Linked DNA regions of Mus musculus: all the other regions are linked to region 2. The links are chromatin contacts, called in public HiChIP or PLAC-seq maps. All regions are on one chromosome and are shown on one strand. Each heading gives the region's core, a stretch centred on a gene start, on an enhancer-like site or on the middle of the called end of the contact. The rest is flanking DNA. Distances are from core to core; before and after follow the strand shown.

What was found. HiChIP or PLAC-seq counts read pairs in DNA pulled down with a chosen protein or histone mark.
Region 1: a contact with region 2 is called in an HNF4G HiChIP or PLAC-seq map of pancreatic cancer cells. The contact joins the promoter of Pex11g here to the enhancer-like site in region 2. A contact is called at or near these places in 16 of 39 promoter capture datasets (the 3T3-L1 cell line, 3T3-L1-derived adipocytes, the C10 cell line and 12 more), 13 of 484 Hi-C or Micro-C datasets (ECoMG-derived neutrophils, cumulus cells, embryonic stem cells and 4 more), 4 of 115 datasets of contacts at active chromatin or transcription factors (embryonic stem cells, epiblast stem cells and pancreatic cancer cells) and 4 of 9 other capture datasets (adipose tissue, embryonic stem cells, liver and 1 more).
Region 3: a contact with region 2 is called in a FOXA1 HiChIP or PLAC-seq map of pancreatic cancer cells. The contact joins two enhancer-like sites. A contact is called at or near these places in 2 of 115 datasets of contacts at active chromatin or transcription factors (embryonic stem cells and pancreatic cancer cells) and 3 of 9 other capture datasets (adipose tissue, embryonic stem cells and liver).

What each region holds. Positions count from the first base shown.
Region 1 is chr8:3,465,602-3,469,013 of GRCm38.p6, forward strand. Pex11g (peroxisomal biogenesis factor 11 gamma) reads right to left here and starts at 2,047. Exons shown (of 5, transcript NM_026951.3): 1 at 1,971-2,047; 2 at 182-370. The coding sequence starts at 2,030. It also overlaps a transcript of Tex45 not described here.
Region 2 is chr8:3,607,026-3,610,483 of GRCm38.p6, forward strand. It overlaps Camsap3 (calmodulin regulated spectrin-associated protein family, member 3), which reads left to right. Exons shown (of 17, transcript NM_027171.3): 14 at 766-865; 15 at 1,164-1,276; 16 at 1,369-1,487; 17 at 1,573-2,050. The coding sequence ends at 1,878. It overlaps Xab2 (XPA binding protein 2), which reads right to left. Exons shown (of 19, transcript NM_026156.2): 18 at 3,286-3,395; 19 at 3,065-3,194. The coding sequence ends at 3,133. Among named protein-coding and RNA genes, the nearest start is that of Xab2, 13 kb to the right of the region's middle. Within about 2 kb of position 2,151, at least 57 of the 459 cell types and tissues checked have an H3K27ac peak or open chromatin away from gene starts, as enhancers often do. A contact at or near this core is called in liver, myeloid progenitors and pancreatic cancer cells, where this site is marked.
Region 3 is chr8:3,415,809-3,419,248 of GRCm38.p6, forward strand. All of the region lies in intron 10 of Arhgef18 (rho/rac guanine nucleotide exchange factor (GEF) 18), which reads left to right. Among named protein-coding and RNA genes, the nearest start is that of Gm46029, 9.3 kb to the right of the region's middle. Within about 2 kb of position 1,358, at least 122 of the 459 cell types and tissues checked have an H3K27ac peak or open chromatin away from gene starts, as enhancers often do. A contact at or near this core is called in liver and pancreatic cancer cells, where this site is marked.

The DNA.
Region 1 (3,412 bases), core at 797-3,296, 140 kb before region 2:
GTAAAGTGCTTAAGTAAAATGTGCAAGGCTCCAGTTCTGTGGCCAATACTACCATAACAAATAGTAAGATCACCCAGTAGGAAGCACTTTGGAGCAAGCCCTTAAAACATCCATGGAAGCCACTGCTCTTGATCCTTGGGAAGTTCAATTTCCCTCTCCCTACAGCCCCATTAACCATTACCTTTGTTCCCAGGCCATACTGCTTAGTGTAGACAAACATGGCCAGGTCATCAAAGAGTCTCAAGACAGTCCTGCAATGATTGAACTGGGCTGACACCACCAGCAAGCGCCTTCCCACTTCGGACCTGTTGGGGCATTGTTCCACTAGGACCCCACCGATCAGCTGGCAGCAATACCCCAGTGTCCGGATCTGTGGGAGACCAGAATCGGTTACCATGGTTCCAATCATGGCTGAGCTGCAATCCCCTACCACACACCCAGCCATGGACACTTTAGGATGGAAACTGGAAAGAGTTGCTGGGCACGGTGGATCAGGCCTATACTTGTCAGTACTTGAGAAACAGAGGCAGGAGGATCACCTCCAAGTTTAAGGCCAGCCTGGGCTACTGAGATCCTGTCTCAAAAAAACCCAGAAAGTTCTAAGAGTCATCAAACTGCCAACCCAATCTGAAAGGTTTTTATCTTTTGTTTCTTTCTTTTGGTTGCTGAGGCTGGGTCTCACGTTCACCTCACTCACTGCATAGCCCAGCAAGTCACTGCCATGCCCCTGCCTCAGCATCCGCAAGGCTGTAATAACAAGCATGGGGCACTTAATCTGGCTAAAACTGAAAGCTTCTTTCGTTCTCTCTTCCTTTTTTAAAAGATGTAACATTATTCTAATTTGTTAATTTGAGACGGGGTCTCCGTAGCCCAGGCTAACCAGACACCGTGGTCATGATTAGAATTCCTGATCCTCCTGTTTCCACCTCCCAAACTCTGGAATGAGAGGTGTACAAGCATCTGGTGTACTTGAGACTGAGACCAAATCGTGCACAATGCACAAGCACTCTACCAATTGAGCCAACATCCCAGGCAAGGCAGAAGTTAAGAGGAGAGCTTGACATCAAAATCCAAAAAGTGCCACATAGCCGGGTGTGGTGAGGCACACCTGTCATCCCAGCCAGTATTTGGGGAGCTGAGGCATAAGGACAAGAAAGTTCAGGGTCAGCCTGGACTACAAGGTAAGTTATAGGCAACCAGAACTTCATAACAAGGTCCTGTTTCAACAAAGAAAGAAGAGGGGAAGAGAGGAGAGGGGAAGGGGAGGGGGGGAAGAGTTGCCATGGGGAGTCCCATTAGAGTGCTAGCTTGCTCACCAATGGTTGAAATGACAGAAAACAAAACTATTTCCCACCTCCTGGGCTCTCCTTTGCCCACAGGCAGGGGCATAAGGCTCTTCCGCCTAGCTCTGCCTTTAGCAGGACTGAAAAAGCAGTCTAGGTGGCAAAATAGCCATTTGCTTGGAAGACTTTAGAGAGGGGCCATTCAGTAAGACACTTAGAACACGGAAATTTAGCAGGCTCACCGCCCTTGTATCTTTGTTTCTTTTGTTTTGAGACAGGGTATCCTGTAGCCCAGGCTGGCCTTGAACTCCTGATCTTTCCATTAGAAGTGCCGAGATCACTGGCTTGTGCCAATATATCTGGTTTGTGCGGTGCTGAGGAAGGACCTAAAGGTTTCGTCTATGCTAGGAATGCAGTGGGCTACAGTCCCAGATCTTTTATTATTTCACTTGCTTATCAGAAATGATTAGTTTCAAGCTGTGTGTGATGGCACACACCTGTAATCCCAGCAATTCGGGAGGCTGAGGTAGGAAGTTCTCAGGTAAGACACCAGCCTGCCGACAGCCTGCTGTCATGTAAGACACCGGTCCCTTTAGGACCCCCTCTCTGGCCTGTTTTCCTCATCTCTGAGACCTGACCAAACTCCAGGTCACTCCGGTCCCGCCAAGGCCCCAGACTTCCTCTCACCAGGCGGTCCCGGACCCGGTGGGACTCCAGCGCGGAAGCCAGACGGTTCAGCAGAGCCATGGCAACTCGGTCGTGACGTCACCCAGGGCGGGGTCAAACTCCTTTGGAAAGGTCCGAAGGTCCGCGCAGGCGCAACTGCCTGCCCTTTGTCCGAGTACTGCTACCTTGTAGGCGTGCTAGCCCGAACCCAGTTTGCAAATGTATTACTGCCACGTCTGTCCTCCCTGCCCACGGACACCCAGAATGACCTTCTAAGCCTGTTGAAATTCGCTCCACCGCTGCTTAGGCAACTCCGCAAGCAAAATGTTTCAAAAATTAATTCATTGCCTACGGGCGGGGGGGGGGGGGAGCGGGGAGTGGGGACAATCAAAAGCTTCACTTGTGGGCTTCATGTACCTGCTTTATCAGTTTGTCTGTTCTGAGCATCTGTGACTGGTGTACTCTCACAAGGCATCTTGATTTTCACTTTCTTTGAGGGGTGATTAGATTTCTTTCTTTTTTTTTTTTTTTTTTTTTGAGGATTTCATTTAGTTCACGCTATCTTTGAACTCACCATGTGCTCAAACTGGCCTTACACTCCTTATTTAGTCTCCCAAATGCTGGATGATAGGCATGTGGCACAAGGCTCCAAGACATCATTAGATATGTTATATTAGATATCATTAGTTACCTGGCTAAAAGGCACCTTTAGAAGAAAAATGAGCTCGGCAGGGAACAAGTACCTTTAATCCCAGCATTCAGGGGGCAGAGGTTCTCCGTGAGTTCCAGGCTAGCCAGATCTACATAGGGAGCTCTGGGCCAGCAGGATGGCACAGTTGGTAGAGGCGCATGTAGGTCAAGCCTGAAGACATGAGTTCCATCCTTGGGACTGGCATAGTTGAAAGTAAGAACCCACTCTGGTGCTAGCTGTCCTCTAACCTCCACAGTTATGGTGTGGTGCACATGCGCGTGTGTGTAAAAACAACTACAAAATAGTCAAAGTTCTCTTCCACTCTTCCTTCCAGGAAGGACAAAAGTTGATCGCTAAAGGTGTTTGATCCATATCTACCTGAGCAGGGCACCCAGAGAATTCACCTTAACCAGCTGTGTTTTGTTTTGTTTTGCTTTGTTTTGTTTTGTTTTTTTGTTGTGTTTGGAGGAGTGAAGACACAAGTATTTTGAGTATTTGTTTTGAAACAAGATCTTATGTAGTCCAAGCTGGGCTCCAACTGAATTAATTTGTAGCCAAGACTGGCCTTGGACTCCTCCTGGTCCTCCTGCCTCAACCTCAGAAGTGCTGGCATGACAGGTGTGTGCCACCAAGTCTGGTTTGTGTGGTGCTGGGATGGAACCCAGAGCTCTCTGCATGGTAAGCTAATGTTCTATACTGAGCCACATTCACAGACCCCAGAACAGTATTTTTTTTTAAAAAGATTTATTTATTATTATAAGTACACTGTAGC
Region 2 (3,458 bases), core at 901-3,400:
ATGCCAAACTCAGGGCTGGGTTTGTCTGGAATGGATGAGGCCCTGGGTTAAATCCCAGAGCTGTATAAGAAAAATTGCCATATTAAGGTAGACAGGTTGGCACATGCCTGTCATTGCGATACTCAGGAGTCTGAAGCAGGAGGATTTTGAGTTTGGTCCTAAACTGGCTGTTGAGCAGCTTCTCTGCCCATTTAGGCTACACCTTGAGGTCCTGCACCAAACACTGAAACTAAGGACACATAAACACACACACACACACACACACACACACACACACGAATAAGTTCAGAGTGGTGGTGGTGGCTCTTGGTAGAGTACTTGCCTACCCTAGCGTACACGAAACTTCAGGTTCCATCCCCAGTTTTAACCAGGAATGGCAGTTATAGGCCTATAACTCCAGCACTGAGAAAGTAGAGACTGGAGACTTGGTCATCCTCAACAAATAGGAAGTTTGAGGCCAGCCTGGGCTATAGAAGACCCATCTTTAAAAAGTAAAAGCCAGACTGGAGAAACGACTCAGTGGTTAAGAGCACCTATTGCTCTTCCAGAGGTCCCGAGTTCAGTTCTTAGCAACCACATGTGACCGACTCACAACCATCTGTAATTGAGTCCAGTGCCCCCCTCTGCTGTCATAAGACAGATACTCGTATAAATAAACAAAACTTAGCAGGCAATCACGAAAGGCTGAGAGGGTCTCGGGAATGCCCATGGGCGTTAATGGAGGTAAAGGCCTTAGGGATAACTGACTGGTACTGTCTATCCTAGGTTCACGGCTCAGCAAGGTCTATTCCCAGTCCACGCTGTCCCTATCTACGGTGGCCAACGAGGCTCCCAATAACCTTGGTGTGAAGAGGCCCACCTCTCGGTGAGTCTATCTGGAACCTAGAGCAAGATATGGCGGGACCGCTGGGATGTGTAGATGGAAGGAAGTACAGGAACACAGATGGGATTTGGGGGAAACTGACTCAAGTCTGGAGGATGTGCCCACATGCAATGTAGGAGGTTGAGCATATGGAGCAGCTGTCTATGGACTTGTGGCAGCATGCAATATACATGCCCCTCTCCTCTGCAGTGCACTGGGCTTGCCTCGTCCCTAATCCTGTTGTACCCTGGGAGGCTTCACACACTACTGACCCCAGCTTCACCCCTCCCCTCCCCTGCAGGGCCCCTTCTCCATCAGGCCTCATGTCTCCAAGCCGCCTGCCTGGCAGTCGAGAACGTGACTGGGAGAATGGAAGCAATGCATCCTCCCCAGCATCAGTGCCTGAGTACACAGGTAAGTGAGACCGGGTAATGTTAGAAGCTACGCGTTCTCTACCTGCCTTTCCCCAACCCACGCCCAGTCTCTGCTGACTGACTGCCCTCCAGGTCCCCGGCTATACAAGGAACCCAGCGCCAAGTCTAACAAGTTTATCATCCACAATGCCTTGTCACACTGCTGCCTGGCAGGCAAGGTGAATGAGCCCCAGAAGAACAGAATTCTAGAGGTGAGTCCCACAGCTGTCTGGGTGGGTAAGACTAGCGGGTAGAGCAGTAGTCCAGCCTGACCAGCTTCTTGCCACCATCCCTCAGGAAATCGAGAAAAGCAAGGCCAACCACTTCCTGATTCTCTTTCGGGACTCAAGCTGCCAGTTCCGGGCCCTCTACACTCTGTCTGGGGAGACAGAGGAGCTATCGAGGCTGGCAGGCTATGGGCCTCGGACCGTCACTCCTGCCATGGTCGAAGGCATCTATAAGTACAACTCGGATCGCAAACGGTTCACCCAGATCCCTGCTAAAACCATGTCTATGAGTGTAGACGCCTTCACTATCCAGGGACACCTTTGGCAAAGCAAGAAGCCCACCACGCCCAAGAAGGGTGGCGGTACCCCCAAATAGTGCCCACCTTGGGCAGTGCACTCCTGGGTCCTGTCTGGTCATGCTGTGGGGGGCTGAGCTGGGAGCTTCAGTGACTCAGGGCTCAGCTCAGTCCCCTTGTCTGTCCTCCACTTTCTTGAATAAAATAACTGAAAAGAGAAGCTGAGACACGGTGTCTCCTCCCTAAGCCTGACCAAGTTTACGTCTCGTGTTTTCACAAGCCCTACCTTGTCGTCTTTGCCCTTTTGCTGGCCCTGTGGCAGCTCCTGCCAACATCTGTGGTGACCTTCCTGTTGACACTCCCTCCTCTAGATGTTCTCAGCCACCTCTGATCTGACCTGGCAAGAGATTCCAGACCAGCTCTCCTCTCCTGGGCCTCCTCCACCCCCACATTTTCCTCCTCCGTGTGGTTGCATTTGGTGTGCAGCCAACTTCTAACCCGATCCCTGTTTCCTGTTGCCAACCTGCCTTCATTTCTGAGCCCAGTTACAGTCTCTGAGCTGGGGATTCTGTGTCCTTCCTCAGAGCCCCTTATCAGAGGATCTAGTTGCCACTGTAGGTGCAGAGTTCAGATGTTAGGCTCACTACAGCCTTGCTTCCCAGATACTGCCAAATTGTATAGAACTCACCCCTCCAGCTATCCCATGGTCCAAGCCAATAGCCTGTCTCCAACTGCGCCCTGCTCACACGGCAGCCTGCGTGACCGGCTCAAACACAAATCTGATTATGTCTCCTGATGCCAAAAGCCCCTTAATGATCTAGAGGCCACTAATGGCTTCCCAGAGCTTAAGCTAGAAGGGCTCCACCCTGGATGTGGCCTGTACACCAGGCCTGGTGTTTGGCCTTTAGCCAGGGATACAAGCACCTTGCTAGTAGGTCCACGGAGCCTATTACTACATGGAGACACAAGGGTTTGTGAACTCCCGGATCTATGACACCCACGTAAGTAGGGCCAGGTGTCCCTCGGTTTGGGGCTCAAGGAGGTTTCTTACTGGGCAAGCCTGACAAGAGGCCTGGGATGGGGCAGGGGAACTGGCCCTGCAGCGTCCAGAACTGGCTCTGCAGGGTGAGGGCAGGTTGTCCACATGCCATATCCCCTGACTACTCCACCTCCTGTCCCAGCCAATCAGTGCTGAGAGCCAGGCAGTTCTAAGCTAGCACGCCCTGAGGCACCTGGACGGCAGGAAGGAGGTCAAGACCGGGATGTACAAAGAGGGGATGTATTAGAAGGGTAGTTATGGGGGAGTGACCATGGAAGAAAAAGTGTGGAGGGAGTCAGTCTTCCTTTAGGCTCCCGAACACAGCAGCTGGTACACTCTGCTGTTCCAGTCGGACTTCTGTGGGGGAAAAGAAGTGGGGTCAAGGTGGGGGTGGATGGGGGGTGGCCCACCTCTGCTCTTAACCCTGGCCCCTGGGCTGGCCACTGACCATTGGGCTCCAGGTCCATCTCGTCCTCGTCCTCATCCTCGCCCAGCTGGATCTCCTCAGGGTTGGCCTGCTGAGCCAGCTCTGCCAATTCCTCCCTGGATGCATCACTCCTAGGGTTTCGAGAGGGAAGCTGGTAGCTGCCAGCTGCTTCAGTGGACCCCCTCCAGCCCCCA
Region 3 (3,440 bases), core at 108-2,607, 190 kb before region 2:
GACCTTATTGTGTAGCTGATGATAACCCCTGATACAGTGTGAACACCACATGCGTATATTGTTACGACACATTGGAGATAGTGACCAGAATAAAGGTCACACAGGACTGGCACAGAAACAAATCTCTGGGCTCGGTGGGTAAAGGGCTTGCTGTGCCAGCACGAGGACCCGAGTTCCAATCCCTGATCCCTATGGAAAAGCCAGATGCAGTGGAGCACACCTTTAATGGCAGCACTCCTACTGTGAAGTGGGAGACAGATGACAGGATGATCACCCTGACACCTGAGAGCTAGTGTGAGACACGCACATACACGCACGCACGCACACACACAAATCAAAATTAAACAGGTTCCCCCAAGTGTTTTACATCCAGAATCCCTCAACCCTCCAGCTGTCGTCTGCAGATGAGGAGGTGACTGTTCTGGGTTTAGAGCGAGCATCCTTTCTGACTCATACTTACCTTCCAAGGTACAAGATGTCCTTTTAATTTTGCTGTGTCCCCTGAGGTGTAGAACAAAGCAGTTTATTCCTCCCACCCATGTACTTTATACTTTTCCATACTCCCTTTCCTCTCTAACATCAGAACGAGGCAAGGCAGAGAAATCGATCGGTCGTTCCCACCCTCCACCTTCCACCCCCGCTCTCATCGATCCTCAGGTGGCAGAAACGCCAGGAACTGTGAACTGCAAACTCCACCTTGCATCCGATTTTGCTCTTAATTGTCTCTCTAGCACAAGCAAGCACCTGCTAGAACTCTCCAGACCCAGGGAGCGCTTTTCAGCCTGTAACAGGAATCTCCCCCAAAGAGTAGATGACAAAATGCGGTATCAATGGTGCCTCTGTGTGGAGGGACCAGTTTTCGCTGTTGCCCCACCCCACATACACTTTTGTTTTCTCTAGAGTGGCCTTTTTACAGAAAACTGGACATTTCCATTCCAGAGCCACTTCCTTGGAGTGGCATCAGCGGGCCAGTAAGATTACTGGGACCTGTAGACTGGAAGGAGATGAGTGGCTTCCATATTTGTTGCTTTAAGATACTCATTTCCAGGCCTGGGATAGTGTAGGACACTTGCTTAGCATCAGCCTGGCCTTCTTTCCTCCACAGGACAAAAGGTTGACAGTTTTCTTTGTTCTTTCTTATTTACATTTTTATTTATTACTGTTGTGGGGGAGGTGGTGTGCATGCCATATTGGGGATTTGGAGGTCAGAGGACAACTTGCTTGCAGGAATCTGTTTCCTTTCGATCATGTGGGTCCTAGAAATCAAACTCAGGTTGCTGGGCTTGACCCCAAGCACCTTCATCCACACTGGGCATTGTCCGGCTGGCCTTGAGCCTGTGGCACTGCTCCTGCCTGGAACACCCTCTCCAAGTGCTGTAGCATTACAGATACGAGCCGTCATGCCTCCTTTAAACACTGGTGACTCTAGAAGCTTCTGTGTTCTGGGATTATACAGTAAAGGTTACAAGTGAGAAAGATCACTGAGCGCTTCATACTGGTCTTCAGGTAATTAACTCCCTGATTGCGTAAGGTGCCATATACATAAATAAGAAAAAAAAAAGTCTTTGTGGCCAGTGAAGTAGATGGCTCAGCAAGTGAAGGTTCCGGTCACAAAGGTTAATGAGTTCCCACATGGCAGAAGGAAAGAATGAATTAACTCCCACCAATTGTCGTCTGACCTCCATACCCGAGTCATGGTATACGCACACTACATAAAAACTTTAAGTCATCCTGAAAGCAGCCTGTTGTCTGTTAACAGAGAGTGAGTGGGTTTTCTTATCCCTGTGTCCGTTTTCACTGTTGGCTTAGTCCCCTCCCCCTCCTCTCTTGCAGAAACAACTCTGTGTCAATCACACAAGTGCTACCGCCACCAGGGACCTGCAGATCAATCCCGCCTCTCGGCAGGGAGAGCAGACAGTGCTAATTGGGCTCTAGAGTAACTTTTGTTTTCCCTTCCCAACACTGGAGATCCAGACCAGGGCTTTTGTGAATGCCCGGCAAGCAAGCTGCCCATCCAGATCAGCATTTTTCCACTTTAAGAAGGGGTCTCAGGGAGGCTAGGATGGGTCACCAGTTTGCTATCTAGCTGAGGATGTCCTTAAACTCTTGATCCATCTGCCTCTACCTTCTCAGTGGGGGTAGATTACAGGCAGGTGCTACCGTGCCTGGCTTATTCAATGATGGGATTGAATAAACCCAGGAATTCAGGTCCCAGGGCTTCCTAAAGGCTAGGCAAGTATTAGACCGTCCCCCCAAATTGTCTTTACAGATAGTTTTAGGCAACAGCAAGCTACATTTCCCTGTGTGGCCAGGTCTGAACCACACTCACACTGCCCCCCATGGCTGTCTGCTTTAGGAAAGCAGGCATCAGGAGATGTTTTCCACACTCCCCCCCCCCCCCCCCATGGCTGTCTGCTTTAGGAAAGCAGGCATCAGGAGATGTTTTCCTGTCTCAGAGCTGAATGACTCATGCAGGTGGAATGATGGAATGATGGGCTTCAGACCAGAAAAATGGCAGCTCCCAACCCAGCTGTGAGTGTGTGTTTGCCTAGCAGCTTTATTGAGGCACAGTTCACATACTGGCCCAGCTGGTCTCTTAAGTCTGCAGCCCAGTGGCTTTTAGTGAGCATAATCAAGTTTAGAACTTCCAGAGGTGGGCTGGAAATGTAGCTCAGCGGGTAGAGCATTTCTTCAGCATGCACTGAGCAAGCCCTGGGTTCCAGCCCCAGCACAGCATAAACTGTCAGCCATCCCCAGTACTAAGGAGGTGGAGGCAGGAGGATCAGGAGTTCGATACCGGCATGGGATACATGTTCATGATTATCTTCCCGGACCTTGCCCAGCCTAGACATTGCCTATCCATGCATTCATGCAAACAGCAGTCTTTTGAGTTTGATTTCTAAATATTTGGAGTTTTTTTTTATTATTACTTACTATTATGTGCATGTGGATACATGTGCACCATTACATGTATGTGGAGAGCAGAGGAAACTTCCGGACATTTGTCCTCTCTTTGCACCTCGTCAAGGGAAGGGTTTCTCCACCACTCCGCTTTCTACTCCAGGGAGCTGGTCTGAACCCACCTCCCATCTTGCTATAGGATTTGGTGAAGTTACAGATGCATCACATCCAACTTTCATTGTAAGATTAATTTTATTTTAGAGCATGTGAATGTGTGTGGGTGTGTGTACATGTATGTTTGTGCTCAAGAAAGCACGGGGTTTCCAGGTCCCCTGGAGCTGGAGTTACAGATGGTTATGAACCATCCAGTGTATGTGCTGGTAACCAAACTCAGGTCCTTTGCAGGAGCAGTGCATGCTCTTGACCACTGAGCCATCTCTTTAGCCCCAAATTTAGCTTTTCCACACACTCGGTTTGTCAGGCATCAAGTACTTTTCCCCACTGAGCCTTCCTTTTTGCTGGACCTGACTTGCCTGCAG